Linked DNA regions of Mus musculus: all the other regions are linked to region 5. Evidence: chromatin contacts called from public Hi-C and promoter capture Hi-C data. All regions are on one chromosome and are shown on one strand. The core of a region is the stretch at or near the end of the contact, and the rest is flanking DNA. Distances in the headings are between cores, read along the strand shown. Region 1 overlaps Psd3 (pleckstrin and Sec7 domain containing 3). Region 2 overlaps Psd3 (pleckstrin and Sec7 domain containing 3). Region 3 overlaps Psd3 (pleckstrin and Sec7 domain containing 3). Region 4 overlaps Psd3 (pleckstrin and Sec7 domain containing 3). Region 5 holds the start of Nat2 (N-acetyltransferase 2 (arylamine N-acetyltransferase)).

Region 1 (4,809 bases), core at 1,333-3,832, 400 kb before region 5:
CTTCCTCATGCCGTGACCCTTTAATAATCCTCATCTTGTAGTGACCTCCCAAGCATAAAATTATTTTGTTGGTACTTCATAGCTGTAATTTTGTTACTGTTATGAATTATAATGTGTATGTATATATATATATATATATATATATATATATATATATATATATATATATATATGATGATATGAGACCCCTCCACAGGTTGAGAACTGATAGCTTATGGTGTTAAGCCTTTTCTCTTGATTAGAGTTCGCAGCCGTCTTACCAGTCTCTCATCATGTGGAACTTCTCACCAATACTGAAAGGCCACAGAAGACCAGTATGCTCGGATCTAAACGTGTTGAGGATTTCTAGTTGAGTTGTTTTCACCATTATTATGTTTTCAAAATATCAGCTAATTACCAAAAAGAGAGTCTATGGACTAGACTGAGAATCCAGCCTTCAGCTGTGGAATGTTTTTACAGAAAAAATGTCATGGTTTGAAATTTTTTAATTTTAGAATGACATTTAGAATGCAGTGCCACTGACTATCATATTGGCCACTGTGTAAATTTTAGTAGGAATGAATTTGCAAGAGTGTTAGAGTTTAATTATGCACCAGTCAAGTTCATTCAATTCTGTGACCTGTGAAAATGAAACCTTTTCTATTCCTCTATCTGCTTCTTCACTTCTGTTTATTTATATTTGTTTTCCCCTGTTTGAGAACAGGTTAACATGAATAAAATATGGCACAGTCATCTCTGGAGTCAGTGGGCTCATTTTGTGGTCTTATAGGAGCTATCTAATAGATTAATCATTAATTATTAATCAGTGCTTTCCTTTGTGAGCTTTTACACTGTGGAAGAAGGAAGACAGGTGAATATCATTTAAGGAAGGGGCTCCCTCCCTCCCTCCTCCCCTCCCTCCCTCCCTCCCTTTCTTCCTTCCTTCCATGCCTTGGAGAGGATAATAAGAATGAAGAAAGTGATTGAAAGCCCAATGGATCTCTGCACTCCATGCATTAACTTATTTCCTCCTATGACAGCCAAGTTAAAATGAAAATTAAATATTTGTGTTTTGACAGAGTTCAATGTGTCTTACTTTCTCAAAATTAAAAATAAACACATAGTGTTCTAATCATATTTTGGTAGAATTTATACTTTGGGAATTTCTCAAACTTAGAGTGTATTTAGACTCTTAAAATCTTTGAAGACCCAAACAGACTTTTTTAAAATTTGTTTTGTGTGTGTGTGTTTTACTACATACTACATTATGGGTTGAATCTAATGAAACTTTAATGTCATCATTTGATCATTAAAGACCACTAAATGAAAAACATAGTTTTTATAATCATGAATTATACTTTACATTCTGAGAAAATTTATTGGAAATAGTGGCATTTACATTTTTGTGGTTCCTTTTACTATTGAACTAATAGAGGATAGCTAGATTTTTGTGTTTGCTTTTACACTTAATCTGTTGCAATATGTCAAAAGTTATATAGCGCCAAATTCCTTAGTGACCACTTGTGAGAGACTGTGAGTGAAACAGTAAATGCTTTTAGTATTAGAACAGTACAGGTTAGAGCTTATTAAAGCCTGGGACAATGACCCCAGCACTCAAAACTCATATAGTACTTGATGTCTTTTACCACATTCAGTGGCAATATAGTACAGGAAAGGTGCAGAAAACCCCACCAAGATCGTGTCTTTCCTTAATGTTGGATTTTCCTTTTATTTTCTTAATGGTTTTTGAGACAGGGTTTCTATGTGTAACACTGGCTATACTGGAACTTACTCTGTAGAACAGGATGGCCTCGAACTCTGCCTGCCTCTACCTACCAGATGGTGGGATTTAAAAGAGGTGTGTGTCACCACCATGTGGTTGGATTATCAACCTCTTAAATCTGTGATTGTAGTTTCTGAAAGAAGATACTTATATTGCAGACGCCTGCTTTTAAAAAAATGTGTCTATTTTGAGATTATAATTTAATTATATTCACCCCTTCACTTTCCTTCCTTCAAATCCTCACATACTTCCCCCCACTCCCCTTCAAATCCATGGCCTCTTTTTAAATGATTTGTTTCTGTGTGCATATAAGTATTTATATTACTAGTGAATCATTATGTTACTTTATACCTGTGATAGGGGAAATAGGACCTGGGAGCTCCACAGAGAAGGGCAGGGAGGTAAATACAGAAGAAAGCTGGAAGCAGTAAGGCAGAACAGTGGGATCCAAGGGGTCTCATGGGGGAACTGGTGAGGGAACCGCCTAGGGAAGGGAGGGGGGTAAGCACAGGAGCAGGAGGAAGGGGATAGATAGCAACATCGATAACTCAAAAGGCAGACATCATTATTTCTTTAGAAAACACCGTGGCACATAATTAAGTCTATACTTAAGTATATATAGTTTTAAGGAACTTTCTCATCTAGGCTAATAGTACACCCTGAAAAGCTAAAGGAAAAAACCCAGTACCAGACATGAGAAGTCCTCTTTGAATTTTTGGCCAGGGTGCTTTGAAATTGCAATGGCTTCTGCTTTGCCCTCCAGTGGTGCATCTAAAAAGATGGACACCTGAGGGCAGCATAACCTAATTCCACTTCCATGAGCGGCAAACAAGCAAAACCAGAGCTTTATAGCAGTGCTACTTCACCGAAGTAATTACCAAGTCAGTAGTATACTTTTCCTCGTTTGTTGTAACATGTTGGCGGAGGTGGAATTGTGTGGGAGGGTATGCCGGCTGTGTTCTAATAGCTCAAGATTTATGAGGCTGGGTTGTACCCGTAGACAATGAGAGCTGTTAGTTTCTCCGAAAGCACACTTTCCACAAAGCTCCAGTTCTTAACACTATTAAACTTAATTCCATGGTCATTCTACTTAATTCTTCAACCCCTAACTTGGAATCTACTCTGTGGTCCACTTTCATGGGCTCTACTGGTCCCTCTAGATCAGAGAATACTAGATTATAGTTGAAACTTGATAGAAGGCTCCATAGTTTTTGTCAGGAGCAGTATGCTTTTTTTTGCTAAGTTTTTGTTTTGTTTTGTTTGTTTAGTTAGAGCTTGCGTTAGCATTGTGAGCAAAAGTCTCTGTTTCCCACATTTTCATGCATTATAGCACAAGTTTGTAGCTCTTTTTCTAATGGAGTAGAGGAAAATCTATGAAGTAAGGGAAAACCTGAAATTGCTATTAGATCTTCTAGGATTTTTCATCTATTTCAATGCTAACTTATGTTAGACTACAGGTGAGCAAAATAGTAATTACAGGCAAAAATTCATCTCGTGTATGTGTGTGTGTAAAGTTTTATTGGGACACATTCACAGCTACTTTTAAAATCTTTACATAGTGATGACAGTGTTGAGCAGTTGTTATTGAGAACATATGGCCTGCAAAGCCTGAAATATTAGCTGCCTGGTTCTTTATAGAAATTTTTAGAATTTGTGTGTTTAAGATTTCTGTAAGGGAAAGGATCAATAAGATAAAAAGCCAACCAACAGATTGGGAAAAGAACTTTACCAATCCTAAATCTGATAGGGGGCTAATATCCAATAGATACAGAGAACTCAAGAAGTTAGACTACAGAAAACCAAATAACCCTATTAAAAATGGGGTTCAGAGCTAAACAAAGAATTCTCAAAATGGAGGAATACCAAATGGCTGAGAAGCACCTGAAAAAATGTTCAACATCCTTAATCATCAGGGAAATGCAAATCAAGACAACCCTGAGATTCCACCTCACACCAGTCAGAATGGCTAAGATCAAAAATTCAGGTGACAGCAGTTGCTGGCGAGGATGTGGAGAAAGAAGAACACTCCTCCATTGCTGGTGGGATTGCAAGCTGGTACAACCACTCAGGAAATCAGATTGGTGGTTCCTCAGAAAACTGGACATAGTACTACTGGAAGATCCAGCAATTCCTCTTCTGGGAATATACCCAGAAGATGCTCCAACTTGTAATAAGGACACATGCTTCACTATGTTCATAGCAGCCTTATTTATAATAGCCAGAAGCTGGAAAGAACCCAGATGTCCCTCAACAGAGGAATGAATACAGAAAATGTAGTACATTTGCACAATGAAGTACTATGCAGCCATTGAAAACAATGAATTTACGAAATTCTTGGGCAAATGGATAGATCTGGAGGATATCATCCTAAGTGAGGTAATCCAATCACAAAAGAACACACATGCTATGCACTCTCTGATAAGTGGATATTAGCCCAGAAGCTCAGAATACCCATGATATATTTGCAAAACACATGAAACTCAAGAAGAATGAAGACGAAAGTGTGGATACTTCGACCCTTCTTAGAAAATGGGAACAAAATACCCATGGAAGAAGTTTCAGAGACAAAGTTCAGAGCAGAGACTGAAGGAATGACCATCCAGAGACTGCCCCACTTGGGGATCCATCCCATAAACAACCACCAAACCCAGACACTACTACAAATGCCAACAAGAGCTTGCTGACAGGAGCCTAATATAGCTGTCTCCTGAGAGGCTCGGCCAATGCCTGGCAAATACATAAATGGATGCTCACAGTCACCCATTGGACAGAGCACAGGGTCCCCAATGAAGGAACTAGGGAAAGTACCCAAGGAGCTGAAGGGGTTTGCAGCCCATAGGAGGAACAATAGTATGAACTAACCAGTACCCCCAGGGCTCCCTGGGACTAAACCACCAATCAAAGAAAACACATGGTAGGACTCATGGTTCTAGCTGCATATGTAGCTGAGGATGGCCTAGTTGGTCAACAATGGGAGGAAAGATTCTTGGTCCTGTGAAGGTTCTATGCCCCAGTATAGGGGAATGCCAGGGCCAGGAAGCAGGAGT
Region 2 (4,495 bases), core at 456-2,955, 460 kb before region 5:
GGTGGCCATAAGTAGACAAAGCTTTACAACTTGAAAGGGACCTTGTATAACTTTTTTTTTTATAAATGCCGCCGCCACCACCGCCATCACCACACCACCACCACCACCACCAACCACCACTACCACCACCACCACTATCACCACCACCATCACCAACCACCACCACAACAACAACAAAATCAGTGTCCTAGTTTGGCTGGTAGAATTACCCAAAGGCATGTGACTTGGTAGTGACAGATCCTATACCTGACTTCAAGTTGCTTAACCCTTAGACAAGTGTTTTCACTGTCCTGCACATCTAGGTATTTTATATACCTAGTATTTATATAGAATGATTATTTCTCTTTTGTTTTTATTTCTTTCTACAGATGTCTGAATTTATCTATTTTCAAGAACTTAGTTCCAAATGCTGAATTGGCTGCTACTGTTTTTGTTGCTGTTAGTGGTGTGTGTGTGTGTGTGTGTGTGTGTGTGTGTGTGTGTGTGTGTGTGTGTGAGAGAGGGTAATTGTTTGGGAGTAGTCTCTTGTAGTAAAAATTCCTTTCCTCTTTCAGTTTTTGAATTAGTTTTAGTAGCTACTTTCTTATATACGTCAACGAAGAAAATTCCCTTGATCTCTCATATTCAATATTTAGTTAGGAAGGATCATTGAGTACTTATTATACTGCGTGTATTTTAAAGTATTATATAGAGACAACAAAGTCTGCTGAGATCCTGGATCCCATTTGAACAGGAATAGTTAAATTCTTCCAGGATGCTCTGACTGCTGAGCGTGAAGCTGCCAGTCGGTTGGTCAGCAGGAAATAGCTCACCTAGCCCTGCTATGTAATGCAATATTTTAATGAAGGGGCAAAGAACAGCATCCCCTCCCTTAGTGGTCCAGGTTGGGAGCCTCAGGCCCCCAGGGTTCAGCAGGCTATGTGAAGTCCAGTCACATGGCTCCAGAATTAGAAAGGATAATTAGAGACTTACAGTCACACACGTCCCCATGGGTTCCTTTGTGTCTGGGTGTTTCTCTCTCGCAGGCCTATCAGGAGATGACCACAACTCTGACCAGTAAGTGCTGTCTGACCTGAAGACTGCAAGCCACACGTGTTGTCCTTGTCACCAGGAACCATGGTGAATAATGTCCATTTCTGCTGAACTGGGTCTGGACAGAGGTGAAGTGAGACAGCAAATACAGGAGTACGTCAGCAGCTTCTTCCCTGGCTCTCTCAGCTATAAGAGACTGCTCTCAAATATGTTTCGTTGTGTGAAAAATCTGTTTTATACTTCAGTTTCTTAGATTTTTCTCTCAGGGTAGGAGTTCCGTAGAAGAGGTGAATTGCATCTGTGTGCAGCTGATATGCCTGAGGGAAGTGCTTCTCTGTTCAGTCCCCTGAAGTTGATATTTGTGGTTTTCTGCTTTCCTCTTGCCCTTCCTCCTCCTTCCTCTCAAAGGGAATGCTGTGCTCTTTCTTCTTCAGCCTTTTTCTTTCCTTAGTGCTTTCTGCTTGGGAAGATGTAGCTTGAAAGAGCAGTGATAAAGAAATTGGCTAAAGTATAACCTAAGGAAATGTTCTAGCACCCCAGTCTAAAAGCAGAAAGGCATTTGCATATGTATAGTTATTAAAGGAAGAGAATAACATCATGTGCTGTTTGCTAGCTGGTGAGTGAAAAATCTCGGCTTTACTAAGTGTCCCTAGAGGCTTGTGGGACTCTGAACTGTTCTTCTGTCACTCGGGGCAGGGCTCACTGCTGCCTCCTGGTTTAGTAGTGGCTGGATGTGGCTCCAGGAATCTCTTAAGTTTTTTATGGTCTGAATATTTTTTCTCCAGGAAAGGGAGTTCCCATTCTCTCCACAAATTTCTAAAGTGGTTTTAGTAGTGAAGTTATGTACTTTTTCGGTTTTTTTTTTGTTTTTGTTGTTTGTTTGTTTTCCCATTTGAAAGTTCTTGCTCAGTTGTTTGTTTTATTTTGTTATTGCATTTGTGGAGAGGGCGCTCCTGTAGAATTCACAGTGAAACCTAATTTTGAATGTTACTTTAGTTATTTAGTAGGGGTGTAGTTGTGAAAAGACAGAATCTCTCCCAAAGAGAAAATAAAATTAATAGTAACTATTATAATTGAAGAAGTAACAAATGAGATGAAGCAAAAACAAACAAAAACAAATCAAAAAAGGACAATCGGGTTGCTAAGAGTGTCAGAGGCTTAGTAAAGGGTAGGAGAATGAGATAGCTGCTGATAAGAGAGAGGGAAAGTCAGCTAGCCACTCCTCAACACCTAGCTGTCAGACAGACTCCCAGCCCTGAGCTTTCAGAGGCTTCCTGGAACATGGCTTTCCTATACAAAGCACTGTGCGGTAGGGGGTTGCAGAAGGGGGCATAAACATGGGGATAAAGAGCAGCTTCATCTTGGACAGCTTGATTGATTTGTGGAAATCCGTCTTTTATTTGGTGAAGTAGAAATATCCCTACCAACTAATTTAATTTTGGTGTATGAATTTGCAGAGTGTGAGGTTTAATCTGTTCATGGTTTACACAGAGGTCTGAGTAATTCTTCGAAGTATAATAGGAAAATAGATAAGAAAAATCTTGGGAAAGAAAAAAGTACAAGGAAGATTGGGTCAGTGTTTCAATATGGGGCAGTTGGGGTTGGGTCAAGGTAACTTTAGACTTCAAACACAGATCTAACTCACTGAACCCCAAAACTGTCACAGGAGTTGCATACAGAATCCAGGTTTGTAGGAGTCACCTGGCAAGTTCAGCATTTGTGAAATAGTGTGGTCAGTCATTTACTGGAAGGTTGATGGACTGTGGAATTGAAGGTCATTGCAGAGACCCCGGGATCACCCTCTTACTGATATACACTTTCCAATGGGAGGGTGGTGAGGACAGTTATACATGGAAGAACCCGGGTGTCCATTGTGGACCCTACTAATTTTTTTGTACAAAATATAATTTACACAGGCTTTCCAAATTTTGGTGTGATGATTGGCGAGGTGGTCTTTTAACAAATACAACTTCAAATGATAAAGGTGTGGAGCTAAGAAGCTATGGCAAGGGGGGTTGTGGCCTTAAATAAAGAACTCGAATGGCTAACATTTCCCTTTGTTGAAATGCTGCTAACAATCTTTTATATACACACCAATACAATTTTTTGTTGTTGTTGTTGTTTTGTGGTAGAGATTTTTAATTTAACCTGATCTGATATACCTTACAGTTCTCATCCAGTATTAATTAGCTTCCCAAACAAAATGCATAGAGCCAGGCCTGGCAATACTTGTCCGGATCTCAGCAGGCAAGAGAATTGGGAGTTTAAGACCAGCCTCAATTATATAGTAAGTTCAAGGCTCACCCTCAAAACCACTAACGCAATTTTAAGAAATGGAAAATTGAGAATGCATCTGTACCTTTCCAGAAAAAAGAGGAATGTGTGAGTTCTTGCTTTATACAGATTCTATCAGGGATTTCTGTATGTGTCTGTATGCTTGGCAGATTTAGAGAAAGTCACTTTAGTGTTTGCTTCCTTCAGCTAGAAATAGTCTCTTTACAATGGTCTTCGATTGATCCGCAAAGAGCACATCTATCCATCCATTAGTGCTGACACAGAGACACGGTGAACTAAGGAACAGCAGTAGCCGATGCTTTAAACAATGCTAAGCCGTCTCCCCCACACAGTAGCAATGGTTTAAGACATTCACAGGATGCTTGGAATCTGACTAAGATGTCTACGCCTGCTTTTAGCTGAAGGGTAGCACAGCAGCAGCGTTGTAGGCTATCCCTTCAAAGACTGAAGAAGAGATTTATGTTTCCTTGGTTTAAAGACGCTTCCGAGGACTCACCAGATCCTTACAGATTAGCTTTGTCATCTCCGGATATGACATAAGCATCTTTATACTGACGAAGAGACCCCTCTGAGACAGAGATGCTTAAAAAGACAGAATAGGAGCTCTTCTCTTTCAGGTGGGATGAAGACTTCATATATTTTAGAGTCTTCCATGAACTAAACACTCTTTCCTCTTCCTCTTCCTTTTCCTCAGGATTTCCTGGGCCCTGAGGGAAGGGGTTTGATATAGACAGCCAGCTTAGGGCTGAGTGTTCCAAGGCCTCTCATTCTGTCTGGCTGTGTGTCTCTATTTTTTTCCCATCTGCTACAAAAAGATGCTTCTCTGATGATGTCTGAGCAAGTCACTATCAGTACAATATTTAACTGTCAGAGGAAGTGATAACATTCTTTCAGCAGAGGTTCATTAATGCCCTATCTATAAAACTAGATGTTCCACACTAATGCTTGCTTGTGGGAAGGGAAAAGATACAGGCTTCTTTGAAGAAATAGTTCTCTGGGGCCTGGGGAGCTGACTCAGTTGGCAGAAGTACTTGCTGTGCAAAGCTGGCAATCTGAATTTGATCCGTGGAACCTATGCAAAGATGGGAAGAGAGAACCCACTCTAAAAACTGTCCTTTATATATGAGTCATATCCCGTGTGTTCCCATACACATCACACACACAATAA
Region 3 (4,795 bases), core at 968-3,467, 320 kb before region 5:
TTGAAGATGTGTAGGAAAGGCTTTGGGAGGTGGGTCTGTATCATTTTGGCCTTCCCATGGGCTCTATCCAGACCCACTGGGAGTGGCATCAGGCCTAACCCCTTCAACCTTATGCCACTACCCTCCTCTCCTGCTCCCTCCCAGCCTCTTCCTCCTGTGTCATTACAGTATTGAAAGACTTTGGTCTTAACAGGTTTCCCTCAAAAAAGGGTAGAGGATGGATGGTGACTAAGAAATATGCTGGCTATCTATCACATTACATTATGACACAGTGCAATCTAACCCTATCAATCATTAGCAAATTAACCTGGCTCTAATAAGTTCTTCACAGGTGGCTTTTTCTTGGTAATTTTTAAGTACTCATCTTGGGGAAAAGCATGCATCTTTTGATAGTCTTTTAATATGACCGGAATGAGCATGTCTTGGTTCCCACTGCAACTGCTATGCGACCTCCCATGGTATGATGACTACAGTCTCCTGCTGGCATAAACCCCAAAGGCTATTAAAGTATTAAGTAGGTGTAGAAGGACATGCATGTGGTTGTCAGTGTGGTTATAAAATTTACTTTGCAAAGAGCACTAACTTAGCATCTCTGAATTTTATTTTAATGAACATTGTATTTATACCTTGTGGTCAGAATACCTGAGAAGTCAGAGGTCATCATTGGAAATGCTTTTGTAATCCAAACTCCCACCCTGATGAAAATTCAATCATTTTAATACTTTTGGTTTGCTCAGAATTAGGATGTATGGATTAACATTAGAAGCCAGAAGATGACAAATGAGCAAGTTTATCCTTTCTAATACCTTCTCTATTTTTTATGCAGTTGCAGATACTCCTATTTAATAGGAACCTGTACACTGTGGGAAGAGTATTGTATGTAAGCTCCTGGTAGAATTATAATCACATGACTATATACATGTAAATGTATAACATATATGGATATTATATGACCTCTTGAGTTCTGAGGTATTTATTAAAAATGTATCTAAGGTCTTACCTCCTAGACTCTGTCTCTGTCTCCCAGTCACCTTGTCCCTGCCTCTCTTCCTTGTGTATGTATTCCATTAGAGTTAGAGATTAGATTAAACATTATCATTCATTAGCAAATTTTGTTCACTAAATGAAGTTAATTGAATATGCTAAGCACTTGTACCCTAAACTAATTAACTGAATTTCATTATGGACAAGTGTAATTACATGGTAATCTATGTTCTTCTCTGTACTGGACATAATATATTCAAGTGCTAATAGTTAAAAGTATTATTCACCTCAGCTGTATCTAGTAGTGAAATATTATTAGTTAAAAGCAAATCAGTGTTGTTTTCCTGTTAATCAGTTAAGTGGTGTTTTTTAGTTATCTGACTCTTCAGCAAAAAATAAAAGGTTTTTTTAACCTGGTGATAAGAAAGTTTATTTCTTCTACCCCATCTGACTCTTGCCTCCATTAAAGGCAATAATAAGATAACATCAAGCATCTCAAGATAATGTCTAGAATTGAATTCTCTCCCCAAAACTCTACCTAGCCCATTCTAGAGTGAGTATAATAGTTTCCACATAGTTTAATCACAATATGTTTTATATTCTTGGAACACTGTTATCTTTGGTGTGTCTTAACTTCTGTTTTGTTGGCCATAAAACTCACTAATTTGTATAACTATGAAATTAGTTCATCTGCAGGCTTCACTTTTCATCCAATTTTGCATTTTGTGTTTTATTTGAAGAAAGTGTTAAAAGGTTTCTGAATGGATCACTTACTTATTGCCTTAAATTTTTAAAAAATATCTTTCAAGATTTTTTAACTAAATGTTTTAAGTGAAGAAATTGAATGATCCAATCTTTGTGCATCATGTTGTTATACTCTAAGGCAAATTATTTTATATCCCAGACAAATTTTGTGCGCTGTTTTCATAGAACTTACTGCCCCTCCTGTAGCACTCCTCCCCCAAACCCATCCATATCCTTAAAAGTGATGAAATCTTCTTTCTTCTGAAGAATATGATTTTTCCTTTTTCTGGATAATGTTTATATCAAATTCTGGAACAGATAAAATGTAGAGGATATTTAATGTTAATAGTTTTTTTTAAAGAAGGTTGCTTTTACATTTGTGGAAACTAGTATTAATTATCAAAGTGTCTCATTTGAGCCTGACTATGAATGCATTCAGCTATTTATTTGTCTTTTAACTGATACTTGTAGAGTTCCCATTAAGCTTCCTGGCCATGAGGGGGCACTACAGACCTTCCTGCTACCAGGGTCAACTGGACAGACTAGACACAAATAACAATTTAGAATCATTTGGTGATATTGATTCTTGACGTTTGTATGTCTTTATTCAGTTCCTTATTCTATCCATTTATGTGTTTACCATGGTGCAGGTTATTGAATGAACTTCAGGTCTCACATATGCATGGAAATTACTCTACCATGAGCATCATGCGAATTTAAAACTACTGAACGTGTCCACATTTCCTCCTTTTCATCTGGTTATATATAAAATATAAATTATATGCTATATCTTAATTTTTTCCTTGCTTAGATTAAGAACTGTAAAAGCTGGTGTTCATACTTTGATTTGTTTTTCTGTGCCCAACTCTTACCAAACTACCACGTATTTACCTGGGCCAAATCTCAGCTTGATAATGCCATTTTTTAATGCTGTTTTAGAGTGTAAAAATAACGTGAGTGGCTGAGGCATGTTGTTAGGGAACAATAGAACAACATCCACTAAGAATTCTCTCATTGATGAGGGGGTGAATTTAAATGAAATGTTTAAAAAAATTTTTTTTGATAAAGTAGCAAGGAAACTTGAGACACATCTCATAGAACTCATGGTAGTTGGGTGATGTATAGTGAAAAATTGGCCATCTGCTTTGTGAGCCACGGTGCTGCCCAGGCAGAGTGTGGGCTTTCCTCGTTAATTATCTCTGTGCGTCTCCCCCAGTCATTTCTTGCTGAGACTTACAGTAAGCTGCAGTTGATGAAATATCCTTCTTCTGAGCCAGGTTAAGCCATTGTTATTCTGTTATTCTGTTATTGTTATCTGATGGACTTATACTTATTCTGTAGAAAGAAACCTAAAGACCAAGCTCACTTCAAGGAAGGTGAGCATTACAGCATGGTAGATAAGTCTGGGTTCCTGGAGATGTTAACTGTAAATATGGGAGAGAGAAAGGGAAGTGCTTGGCCCCACAGCACTGCTTGGGAAATGGTTAATTCATTGCTTTGTAAAACATGTTGCAATAATATTGAAGGGCGCCATCAGCTCTATTCTTTTTAGTCTGCAAAGGAGTTGCTTGCATTTTCTTTAGCAGTGCTAGGTTAATGCTAATCACTTCTTCCTCTGTGAGTCAAAACTATATACAAAGGAACCTGAAGAAGTCTTCGCAATGCCCTTTTGTAACCTCAGATTTTAGTGGGAAGTTCGCAGACTGATGTCATATTTTCTCCCTGGATTTTTTTTTTAAAGACAAAAAACTAAATCTGGAAAGGAGATTCACATCTGCCTGTTTAAAAGTGTGTCTTGTGTAGTATGGAGGAATTATATTCTCAGTTGATACTGTCCTTGCATATGTAATATAAATAATATAATATGTAACAGAATATTTCACATTTAAACTCTGAAGTAGAAGCAGAACATATTTCAATCCATATAAGTGGCCGTTGAAAGCTTTTGGGGAGATATTAAATTGGCAATTACGTCACAATATTAACAACATCCATCATAGGTGTTAGCTAGATCTCTGGCACTGTGAAAGAATCAGGGGCAAATGCAAAGATTGAGAGGCTTTTCCCCAAAGCTCTTTTCTTACTATCTGTTATATTCTCTTTACACTATACCTCCTGTGTTCTAGGACGCTACAGTTTTGCTCAGTGTGATTCTGCCAGACTAATTAATCCAGATGTATTAATGTTGTTTTGTTTTGTATTTCCCAGGGTAGACCTTAGGAAGAGACAAGGCTTGCTCTGGCAGCTTGTTCCCCAGATTGTGTCATTATCAATAGGTGTTAATCCACCTCAGGATTTGAGTCAGGCTCTTTAAAGCACAAAATCTGCGTTTGGTTTTATTCTGGTTTCCAAGCTGGCAGAGTGGGTGGGGTTTTATTGTTGGGTGTAACCTTTGCGGACCAGCGCCCATCTTGGGCACTGAGTTTTGTGGGTCCTGTAGTGCTTTCTTGTATGCTAACATGAAAGCCCCCAGGATGTACAAATGACTCTTTAGGAGTAAGTGTTGAACAAACTATCCTCCTGATTGGGTGGCACCTGCTGACTCTTGGACTTAATTAAAAGCAGATCCTCCACCATCACAGTTGGATCCATTTTCACTTGAGAAAATGACATTTGGTGGTATGTTCGGGTTGAGTCTCTCAAAAATAACTCTCAATGCCAACCTGTGTTCTTGTTTTGCTGTTCCTCCATGTAACATCTGGACACTGGGGAAAGAAAAGCCAGGCTATCCAGTCACACTTATAAAGGTGCTGACACTACTCCTCTAAGAACCGAGGGAAGGGAAAAGAAAATCTGTGATAAGAACGAAGAGGTGGGGAAAGGACATGCTTTAACAAGTCAATCATTGTTGAAAATCAGGGCAGTTAGAACAGAAATGCAAGAGGACTCATTCTCTAACATTTCCTTCAGGACAGTCTGCTGGGTGGTGCCTGCCTGTTTCAGTATTTAAGGATTATAAATGCATATAGTTCTTTTCTTTTAGGGGATATTTGTATCATATATATACATATATGGAATCTATATGAATTCATAATGATGCAGACATTGAATAGCTGAGTATGACATA
Region 4 (4,577 bases), core at 414-2,913, 380 kb before region 5:
TTATTTCCTCAAGGAAAGATAACACTGAATTTAAATTATTACAGATTTGAGTAAATTCTTACTAAATTTATTAATTAAATGCAATTTTTATTGCTCTCTCCAAGGACAGCGTTTAGGCAAGATCCCATTAGAAGAATCTGCCAAAGCTACATAGCCTCCCTGTATCTATTCCTTTGTTGGCTGGATGCTTTACAGATGCATATTTTGTCTTAAATATAATTTCTCATTTGGTATTCTTAAGGAGATAATACAATTAAAAAATAGTGGAAAATTTGGGCAGAAAGTTGCTCAGAGGTCAGCAAAGAAAAATGAATATTAGACAAGGATTAATGCATTTTGTTGGGCAAGAATGAAACATGATTAGAGAATATAAAATTGTGCAATGCAGGTTTATAGCCATTAGCTTTTTATTTCGTTATGAATGTAAGTAAGGATAAACAAAAACAACTCAAAAATAGTCTGGAAAGTCAGAGATAAAATTTTATAAGTTCAAACTCCACAAAGGATCCCTTTTCATAGAGCGAACAGAAAGAACTATAGGGATCCTTCTAGAAAAAGCAAGAGCAAAGCCAGCCTGGCTTACTTCCAAGTCTCTATCTGGACATCTAATCTGCTGCACTCAGCAGGGGAAACGCTGAAAACATGACAGTGACAGTTTCCCTACCTTCCTCTGGTTCCTAGCTGAAGCTTGACCACAAGTAGCATGAGGTCTCTCTCCCAACACATTTTTTTTTTCACTTCTGCATGTGATTGCCCTTCCTCCTTTGTATTTGATTGTATGATAATCAAAGAATGAATGCAAGTATAATTGGGGAAATATGAATGGGACCATATTTTATTAATCCTGTTAGTTGAGATGCTGTATTCTTTTACAGACACTAATATTGCATAGAACTATATGAAAGTACAAGGAATGCATTATTTCTCCTAACTCCAAGCTTGAAAAAGAAATGAGCACGTTCTCTAAAAGAAAAAAGGAGGTCATCTCTCGCTATTGAGTCAGATTAGCAATTATATTAATATTGTCTTAATGAACTTTTACTGTGTTTTGTGATTCTTTCACAGTATTGAATATCATGTAACTAGCTCAGATATAACTAGCAATATGAAAGACAATGAAAGTCATTGCCTTATAATAAACTTGGCTAACTTAGGATATAAAGACAATAGGGGTTTAGTAGTCCCTGCTTTTCTGATTTTTGAAGAAAATGTGTGTTTAGATATTTGTGAGCTATGCAGAAGTAAATTCAGTCTTTAAAACAAAAATACGATGGGGATTATTTTAAAGAATTAAAAGATGGACAGCAATGTGAACCTACCACTCTTCAGGATGTTGCTGAGAACTCTTGAGGAAGCACACAGTGAAAAGGGCAGCTCTCACCCGACTGATCGGCTTTCCAGGGAGAAGCTCTGGCTCAGAGACCAGTGCCAGCAGTGTTGAGTTGTGTATATGAAGTGCAATTTTGAGCCTCTTGTTTGAGCTCCTGTTGCTGGATTGTCTGCTTAGAATCCCTTATTCTTTTCTTACTGTGTTCTAATCAAATGAAGTGGAAACAAGTAGGAAAAATAGAATTCTGTCTTTGCAGTGCGCTGACATCAGAATGCTTCCTGGCAGAGTTTGAGATAAGCAGTGTAGAATCTGGAGAGCAGGATGTTGCACCTGGAACATGTCTCCGACTCCTCAGCTTCAGTGCATAGCATGTTGTCATGGCACCCACCCCTCAGAGTGAATAGAGGAATTAAGATGTAATGTGCATCCATCTGTCATGCACAAGGTTTCCTCATAGGGTATGAAAGTCCCGGGCCCTAAGTGCGTTTGAGAGTTGCTAATGATGTCACCTGTGACCGAATCTTGGGGGAGGGGTCTTAATGTTCATTTTACTTAGTTGTGCCATAATAAATAAAGCATCTATCCTGTGCCTATGACTGTTGTGCTTGTCATGTGGGCCCATTAAGCATGTTGTATCTACTGCCCAGCCTCTTCCTTGCCCTTTCATTCCTGCACCAAAAATGTAAACTCAATTTCCCTGTTGTGCTCAAACTTTCTCAAGTGATGCTTTTAAAGCAGACTGTGACTCGGCAGAAGAGAAATTGGAAAATGGTAGGGATTCATTCAGTGTCAGTGATGAGTGCTCTTAACACCGGCTTAGCTCTTGTAAGCTCAAATCATAGCTCTTACATTTGTTTTCCTCCTATGCTACTGGTTTAGACAAAGAAGCATGCACAAATAATAAAGCCAGCAAATGTTCAGAGCTAAATCTAAGAAAGCTGCTCTTTTTATAGCAGCAATTTCAAAAGCTCATGCCCGGGAGACTGAAGCAGAGGAAGAAGGGGGCCTCAGTCTGAAACAGGTCTATACTTTTTATAAATGAAAAGCCAGAAGTGAATTCTCAAAACTGCTTGATCTGAGTTATATCCGGAGTATGTAGTTGAAAATAGGAACTTATGGGTGGTATTTAAGTGTAGCTATAAAAAGAGCATCAACTGCTGCCTGGAGTAGGTGAGCTCTCAAAGAGAAGGTCATGTAAACCTGGTAGCAACAGTATCTATGGAGGAAAGGGCTTTCGAAGCTTGTGCTAGTATAAGGAGGAGAGCCTTTGAAACAAAAAGCTATGGTAGTGAGCTTTTTCTAGAGAACAGCATTAACGGTGATGGCTCAAAATACAGACGCTCCCTGCCTCTTTTCAGTGTGGCAAATCAAGCTGAGCTGTGGGGTGAAAGGCGTGTTTCTGTTTCTGCCTTCTCTCCATGGAAGTCTGGAAGCACGCTGCTGCCTTCAGGCCTGAGACCATCACGGACAAGATAATGATAATTTGTATGGCTCAGAGCTCGAATGAAAGATGGAGATGAGAATGAGGATGAGTCCTTGAAGTAGCTGAAAATCTGCAAATCATGGTATACTTACTAAATAAAAGGCCCTCCATAGAAGAAGCCTGTTAGAACAGTAGGGTAGAACAAATGCTGCGTAAAGAGTGCAGACAGGTTCTTTTTTCACCAAAAGGAAACTTTGGGTGGGGGTGGTAGTAACCGTTAACTGTCCTGTAACGGACTATTAGTGATTCTCAGGCAGATTCTAGTTTTAATTTGGCCACAAAGAAGCACTGCAAGGTTTCATACTCTAGTTGCCTCCACAGAATTTTGAATGTTGGTATGTTTGGAGCATTCTTTGGAGGTAGGTAAGCCTACCCTCCAAGTTAGCTGTTGCCGTTTCTCATACGTGAGCACACAGTCTTACTGAAAGCCAATCTCACACTGAAACTTTAAACTTGTCCGTTGGCTTATGATTTACCCAATGGGCCTGGGAGGCCTCGGAGAATGAAGGTCTACAAGGCATGAGCTAACCAGCAAAATACTTGTGTTATCGTTTATTCATTAAGGAAGGATGGAACACATTTCAATATAGAGGAATTCTTAGCTACAACAAGAGTAGCTCACAAAGGAAAGCTGTTTTATGGCCATAGTGATACCTCATCACGTACAGATCAGTGGCATGAAACAGACTCAGAAACCTGAGAACAAATAATAATCACTTTAGTAATCTCTCCTTCCCTCCTCCCTTCCTTTCTTGATTTCTCCCTCCTTCCCTCCTTTCTTCTGACTTTCCTTCTCCCCTCCCTCTTCGTTCCTCTCCCTGAGTATGCCAGGAAGCACTCTATACCACTGTGCTCCAGCTCCAGCCCTGGCCTAATCTCTTTCATTTGCATCATAAACACATCAATGTGTAACTACTGGTGGATACAAGTAACTGAAACTGGAGAGTAGCCTAAGTGCATCTGAGAGCCAGTGCTTCATTGCCCAAATAATAATCATATCCAGTGGCATCTTCCAAGACAAACTAAATGTGAAAGTGTTTAGTTCTTAATGTTTAAGTTGAAGTCATTTTTCAGAAATAGATTTATTTGAGGCAGGGCCTCACATTTATCTATTTATTTGGATATTTTATTTATTTACATCTCAAATGCTATACTCTCTCCTGGTCTCCCTCCCAAAACCCACTATCCCATCCATCTCCCCCCTGCTTCTATGAGGGTATTCCCCTGCTCACCCACCCACTCCTGCTTCCCCATCCTCAAATTCCCCTACATTGGGGGAACCTTCACAGGACAAAGGCCTCTTCTCCCACTGATGCCCGGCATTGCCATCCTCTGCTACGTATGTGGCTGGAGCCATGTTTTCCTTCATGTGTACGCTTTGGTTGTTAGTTTAGTCCCTGGGAGCTCTGCGAGGGGTTCTGATTGGTTGGTATTGTTGTTCTCTCTACACTCTGTATAGCCTAGGCTGACCTCAAATTTAGGAATCCTTTTCAGCCAAGTGATGAGGTTAGTCATACCACCATGCCACAACCTGAAAAGTCAATTATTTTTCAGAATTAGAAAGATTGATGTAGAAGAGGTATGCATGTCAGTTATATGTTGGTAGCAAGAAGTAATTTGATAATGATGCGAACAGAAAACAGAACCTTTGAGGGTAGTAGTAGGTCTCAAATTGGAACCATTATAGTTTCGCATAGCTTCTCAGACAGCGGCTATATTCTCTTGCTACAAGATAATGGATGTGATGAGTCATAAGAACTGTGG
Region 5 (4,183 bases), core at 301-2,800:
GATATGGCATACCAATCACAAATTGTCATTTTTAGATATAGCCTCCAAAGACCAGGCTGCTGTGCAGAACTTTCCTGGTTTTAACTCTGTGTCTTTAGAACCTCTGCATCATTCATGTAAAACACTGATTTCTGGTTGTTTTAGTAAGAGAACTCCTTATTCTTTGCCAAATGGAATTGTGAACAAGAAGCCAACATAGGAAAAAAAAATAGAGAAGATCAATCCGGATGGAGAAAGCTATGATAGGTTTCTGACAGTAGTCAGACTAGAAGGAGGATTCACCATTAGGGGCCGATATATTTATTGCATGGATTACTGCTGATATTCAGTGAAGTTGTAATGAGAGCTAATGGACTGCTTGTAATTTTGTATGTGTACTATTTTCTCCCTTAATTCCTTTTCTTTTCTCTTTCATTTCTCTTCCTGAAGCCCACAGAATCCAACTCTGTTGACAACCCTAAGCCATCTTTTTGATTAACTGGGTGGAAGACACTAGACTTGTTGGCTTGGCCATATGCAAAGAGCACTAACAAGCTGCACTTCGGTTACAGAAAACCTACATGGCATCCAAGGCTGCGAGTAAAGGCCTCCAACAGCCAGGCAGAGGCAGGGGATGCTACTAGGCAAACAATCTAATAGGGTTAGCAAAGGGCAAGAGAAATACGCGCCATGGATAAAAATGGTAAAACCATACAGTTAGTCTTTAGCAGGAAGCTTAAAAAAATAAAATATAATAAAATCAGAGTTGGCATTTGTCTGTTTTTGTTTTTTGTTTTTTAAAGTCGGGGTGGAGTCAGTTGCTTTGAGTCTGAGGCAGTCAAACCGGAGCTGGAGAAAGAGCAGAACTGTTAACAGAAAAGAGCCAAGCAATGTAGTTGACATTATGCCCAAAGTACAGAATAGAGTTCATGATATCAGGGTCCATGGGTCACGGGGCGTTAGCTCCGAGGACTTTTGGCATGAGCTGGCACCACACTGTTGAGTAAACCTGTCGACTGTGTTCCAAGGTAACGTCTCAGTCTTAAGTCACAGGAAGTAGTCGATTTTCTGGTGTTCCTTAAGACCCTACACACTTACCCTTCTTCAAGCATGACAAAAGTACTTCCAAGAGTTCCTCTGGAAATGCAGTGAATGACATTGTTAAAGAGTCCCAGAGGGAACAAATTGGAGGGATTGGTTTCCTATGCTGTTAACGCACCTCCTGAACGCTCAGAAACCCTTTAAGTAAACACCATTACTAGTTCATTTGTGACTGATAAGGAAACAGCATAAAAGGAACTAAATGGCTCTTCAAATCTAATAGAATGTGGCTGCCTGTCACCTACTTAAACAAAACATTTGTCAGAATCACCTGTGTACTGCAAAGTATTCCTAGCTTGGCTTCGAAGTATGTGCCACCCAAACTTTCTAAAAGAACTTGGGCCTGGAAAGTCAGGACTGTGTTGTGCTGTTCTCTCCCGGTCTTCCTTCTGGAAGAGGAAGAAATCCTGATTTCCAAATCTATTAGGGAGCCCCCACTTACCCGCTACCAGGACTGCAACCGGGCGGACCAGGAAGTAAGCTGAGTGAGTTTCAGTTCCCTGGTCTGCAAAGGAAGAGCTCTTATTGGCTGTTCAAGTTGCTCCGCCCCTTATGCTTAGTTTTTTTTTAAACCATCTCAAGGATCTCTGGGAAATGTAGTTGTAGGGCTTCACTTAACCCTGGTGAACTCTTTCTCTAGTCCGTTCTTTGCGTGAGATATCATGATATTTTTGCATTTCTCGTGATAGGTTTGCATTTCACAGAGTTTATGATCTCTGGGAGCCTGTGAGAGGTCAGAGCTTGAAATAGGCTCTTGCAAAGCAGATCAAGGACGTAGAGGAGGAAGCGGTTACCACATGTCACCCACATTCCTAATGTATGCCTTTCCTTCCACTAAGTTTTGTTTTCCCCCTTATTTCTTTTTCATTTCTCATCTTCAGGTCCTTTTACTGCTCTATCCAAAGACACTGTGGAATGTGTATGACGTGTGTCCGGATATGGGTTGCAAAAAAACGACAACTGTCCTATGTATTTCTGTTTTCGATTTATACTAATGATTCTTGTAGATAATGCTTGCTGTTTCTTAGCTATTTCCCTGTACACTATAATTTAAAGACTCCTTGGCACACACTGTTCTTATATTCTGGGTTGTCAAAATAGATTCCTAAATTTATGCTTGGTGGCATGTAGTCGGGTGTGGCTCAGGTGAGGAGAAGTGAGTTATAGAACTATATCCCCAGTTTCTATCTGCTCAGTTGGGTCACTGTGACGCATGCACAGCAATACCTCTCTGCATGGTTCTGAGGGATTTTGCTTCCTTTGTTAACAACAACCACTGGTTGGCAATCTGCTTGTATAGTTTTATACCTAAACTAGAACTTCCAAACTCTTACATTCCTACAACCAAAGCCCAATCAACAACAACAACAACAACAAAACAGCTACCCTGTGGCTGATACCCACAATCCTAGCACTTGAGAAGTGAAGGGAGACCATCAAGAACTCAAGGTCATCTTGGGCTACACAGCAAGTTCAACGCCAGCTTGGGCTACACGAGCCCATTTCCACAAACACAAGATAAAGCAAGCATCACTGTGGCAATGTAACCTATAGCTTTGGTAATATCTCAGCTCTTGCTTTTCCGTTTACCTTAATATGATCACTACCAGACGAGGACTGAGAGGAATACTGGCTATGCAGTGCAAACTAGAGGCCTGGCATTGGAATCTGCATGGAGAAGGGTATTCAAGAGGTCTCTGGGCTGGATTACTGGGCAATAATGGGTTTATTGAAAAAGTTATTAACAGCATTGGCATATAGACACAGAGACAACAGTAAGACAGGGCTCCAAGAATTGTTCGGGCTCAGCTCAATGGACAGACAGTTTGGTGGAGTCTCTGAAGAGACTAAGAGGATGGGCCAGAAGAGGGAGCCTCCTTTTATCCCTTGTGAGGATGGGGGAAGTTCATAGCAAGAGCCTGCAGCCAGGATCTCTGACTCCCAAGCAGGAATGTAGGTAGGGGCTGGGGATCGGGTTGTGTGACAGCAACTGTGCAAAAGCCAACACTTCCCTTGATGGTAACTGGCCCTGGGAATCCTGATAGCTCCGGACTCTCCGATGATAAGGAACCTGTCCAGCAGTACCCGTAGCTATGGAGAGAAGGCTGCTTCAAGTATTGTGGCCTGACCCTCTTATGGAATCCAGTTAGAAAGCAGGAAGTACAGAGAGGTTAAATATTCAGATTCTGGGGCACAAGCCATACATTTACATCCCTGACTCTATTCTCAGCAAGCACACAGTAGGCAGCTGGCAATGTGAATGGGAGCTAAAGCAGGAATGAGGTAAAGAAAGCTACAAAGACTTAGAAATAATTACCACTATTATTCATTCAACCCTGAGCAGAATACGTTTGTGTGCAGAAGTGCTGTAAACCATATTCTGGGCTTTCAGCACATTAGACCAGCAGTCTAACCTGGGAACTACCCCCGTATCCCTATATTTGTGGCCTTTATGTCTGGTACTGAATATATATGTATGTCTCAAACTGTTTTACATCTTGAATCAGATCCACAAGTTTACCCAGTAATGTGCTCAGAGTGTGACCTCCAAGATCCACTAAGAACCATGTTTGTCTCTTGCTTGTTTCTTTTTAAGCTAAACTTTAGAGTGAAGCAGAAGAATGTAGCAAGGTTATTACACTGGGGGGAAAGGGACACACAACTTAAAGAGAACACCAACCCTTATCATATCTCAATACCTCCAAGAAGCCTTTGATCCACTTTACTAGCCAATATTATTTTAATATATTTAACATTTAATATACTTGACAAACAATATTTTTTCAGGTAACATATATTGTAGGCTATAAAGAGTATTATATAATGTATAAATCAATTGCATAATTCTAAAGTATTCTCATAGTTTGAAAAAAATCCAATGTAAAAGGAACTACGTCTGCACAATTAGCTCTGGAAGAAATTCTAAGCCATGTCGTTGTCTTGGCACCCACTCACAGAGCCCGGGTGCACTGGCTTGAGTTCTGTTTTGAGGACTGGTAAGTTACCTGAATCTGAAATGATGTCTCATTCTTCTTTGCTTTATTCTGATCCTAAGTTGTGAATGTGGTTTCTTGTAAACCATGGACATCAGATTTATTCTGGC

Evidence for each region. Promoter capture Hi-C pulls out the DNA fragments that hold promoters and counts their contacts. A called contact is a pair of places that touch in the nucleus more often than the background predicts.
Region 1: a contact with region 5 is called in a Hi-C map of the G1E-ER4 cell line, with 3 times the contacts expected there. The contact joins the enhancer-like site here to the promoter of Nat2 in region 5. A contact is called at or near these places in 7 of 39 promoter capture datasets (the 3T3-L1 cell line, the HPC-7 cell line, cranial neural crest and 3 more), 4 of 484 Hi-C or Micro-C datasets (the G1E-ER4 cell line, Th1 cells, granulocyte-monocyte progenitors and 1 more), 4 of 115 datasets of contacts at active chromatin or transcription factors (embryonic stem cells, large pre-B cells and stem cell-derived neural progenitor cells) and 4 of 9 other capture datasets (adipose tissue, embryonic stem cells, liver and 1 more).
Region 2: a contact with region 5 is called in a Hi-C map of peritoneal macrophages, with 4 times the contacts expected there. The contact joins the enhancer-like site here to the promoter of Nat2 in region 5. A contact is called at or near these places in 2 of 39 promoter capture datasets (cranial neural crest and hematopoietic stem and progenitor cells), 1 of 15 datasets of contacts at CTCF or cohesin (the NIH/3T3 cell line), 1 of 484 Hi-C or Micro-C datasets (peritoneal macrophages) and 2 of 9 other capture datasets (adipose tissue and pancreatic islet).
Region 3: a contact with region 5 is called in a Hi-C map of cerebellar granule neurons, with 3 times the contacts expected there. The contact joins the enhancer-like site here to the promoter of Nat2 in region 5. A contact is called at or near these places in 8 of 39 promoter capture datasets (the 3T3-L1 cell line, the HPC-7 cell line, cranial neural crest and 3 more), 1 of 15 datasets of contacts at CTCF or cohesin (the NIH/3T3 cell line), 3 of 484 Hi-C or Micro-C datasets (the G1E-ER4 cell line, cerebellar granule neurons and nephron progenitors), 3 of 115 datasets of contacts at active chromatin or transcription factors (VIP interneurons, differentiating embryonic stem cells and forebrain) and 3 of 9 other capture datasets (adipose tissue, embryonic stem cells and liver).
Region 4: a contact with region 5 is called in a promoter capture Hi-C map of hippocampal neurons, with 3 times the contacts expected there. The contact joins the enhancer-like site here to the promoter of Nat2 in region 5. A contact is called at or near these places in 5 of 39 promoter capture datasets (cranial neural crest, embryonic stem cells, hippocampal neurons and 1 more), 2 of 115 datasets of contacts at active chromatin or transcription factors (large pre-B cells and stem cell-derived neural progenitor cells) and 2 of 9 other capture datasets (embryonic stem cells and macrophages).

What each region holds. Positions count from the first base shown.
Region 1 is chr8:67,894,349-67,899,157 of GRCm38.p6, reverse strand. The region is part of intron 8 of Psd3 (pleckstrin and Sec7 domain containing 3); the gene reads left to right. Among named protein-coding and RNA genes, the nearest start is that of Gm32888, 33 kb to the right of the region's middle. Within about 2 kb of position 2,582, at least 5 of the 459 cell types and tissues checked have an H3K27ac peak or open chromatin away from gene starts, as enhancers often do. A contact at or near this core is called in the G1E-ER4 cell line, where this site is marked.
Region 2 is chr8:67,953,606-67,958,100 of GRCm38.p6, reverse strand. All of the region lies in intron 3 of Psd3 (pleckstrin and Sec7 domain containing 3), which reads left to right. Gm15991 (a long non-coding RNA gene) reads right to left here. Exons shown (of 7, transcript XR_003947558.1): 1 at 973-4,495. Among named protein-coding and RNA genes, the nearest start is that of Gm15991, 2.4 kb to the right of the region's middle. Within about 2 kb of position 1,705, at least 146 of the 459 cell types and tissues checked have an H3K27ac peak or open chromatin away from gene starts, as enhancers often do. A contact at or near this core is called in adipose tissue, hematopoietic stem and progenitor cells, pancreatic islet and 1 more, where this site is marked.
Region 3 is chr8:67,812,308-67,817,102 of GRCm38.p6, reverse strand. All of the region lies in intron 9 of Psd3 (pleckstrin and Sec7 domain containing 3), which reads left to right. Among named protein-coding and RNA genes, the nearest start is that of Gm32888, 49 kb to the left of the region's middle. Within about 2 kb of position 2,217, at least 5 of the 459 cell types and tissues checked have an H3K27ac peak or open chromatin away from gene starts, as enhancers often do. A contact at or near this core is called in the G1E-ER4 cell line and cerebellar granule neurons, where this site is marked.
Region 4 is chr8:67,875,622-67,880,198 of GRCm38.p6, reverse strand. The region is part of intron 9 of Psd3 (pleckstrin and Sec7 domain containing 3); the gene reads left to right. Among named protein-coding and RNA genes, the nearest start is that of Gm32888, 14 kb to the right of the region's middle. Within about 2 kb of position 1,663, at least 35 of the 459 cell types and tissues checked have an H3K27ac peak or open chromatin away from gene starts, as enhancers often do. A contact at or near this core is called in hippocampal neurons and neural stem cells, where this site is marked.
Region 5 is chr8:67,492,242-67,496,424 of GRCm38.p6, reverse strand. It overlaps Nat2 (N-acetyltransferase 2 (arylamine N-acetyltransferase)), which reads right to left and starts at 1,550. Exons shown (of 2, transcript NM_001168577.1): 1 at 1,523-1,550. It overlaps Nat1 (N-acetyl transferase 1), which reads right to left. Exons shown (of 1, transcript NM_008673.2): 1 at 3,894-4,183.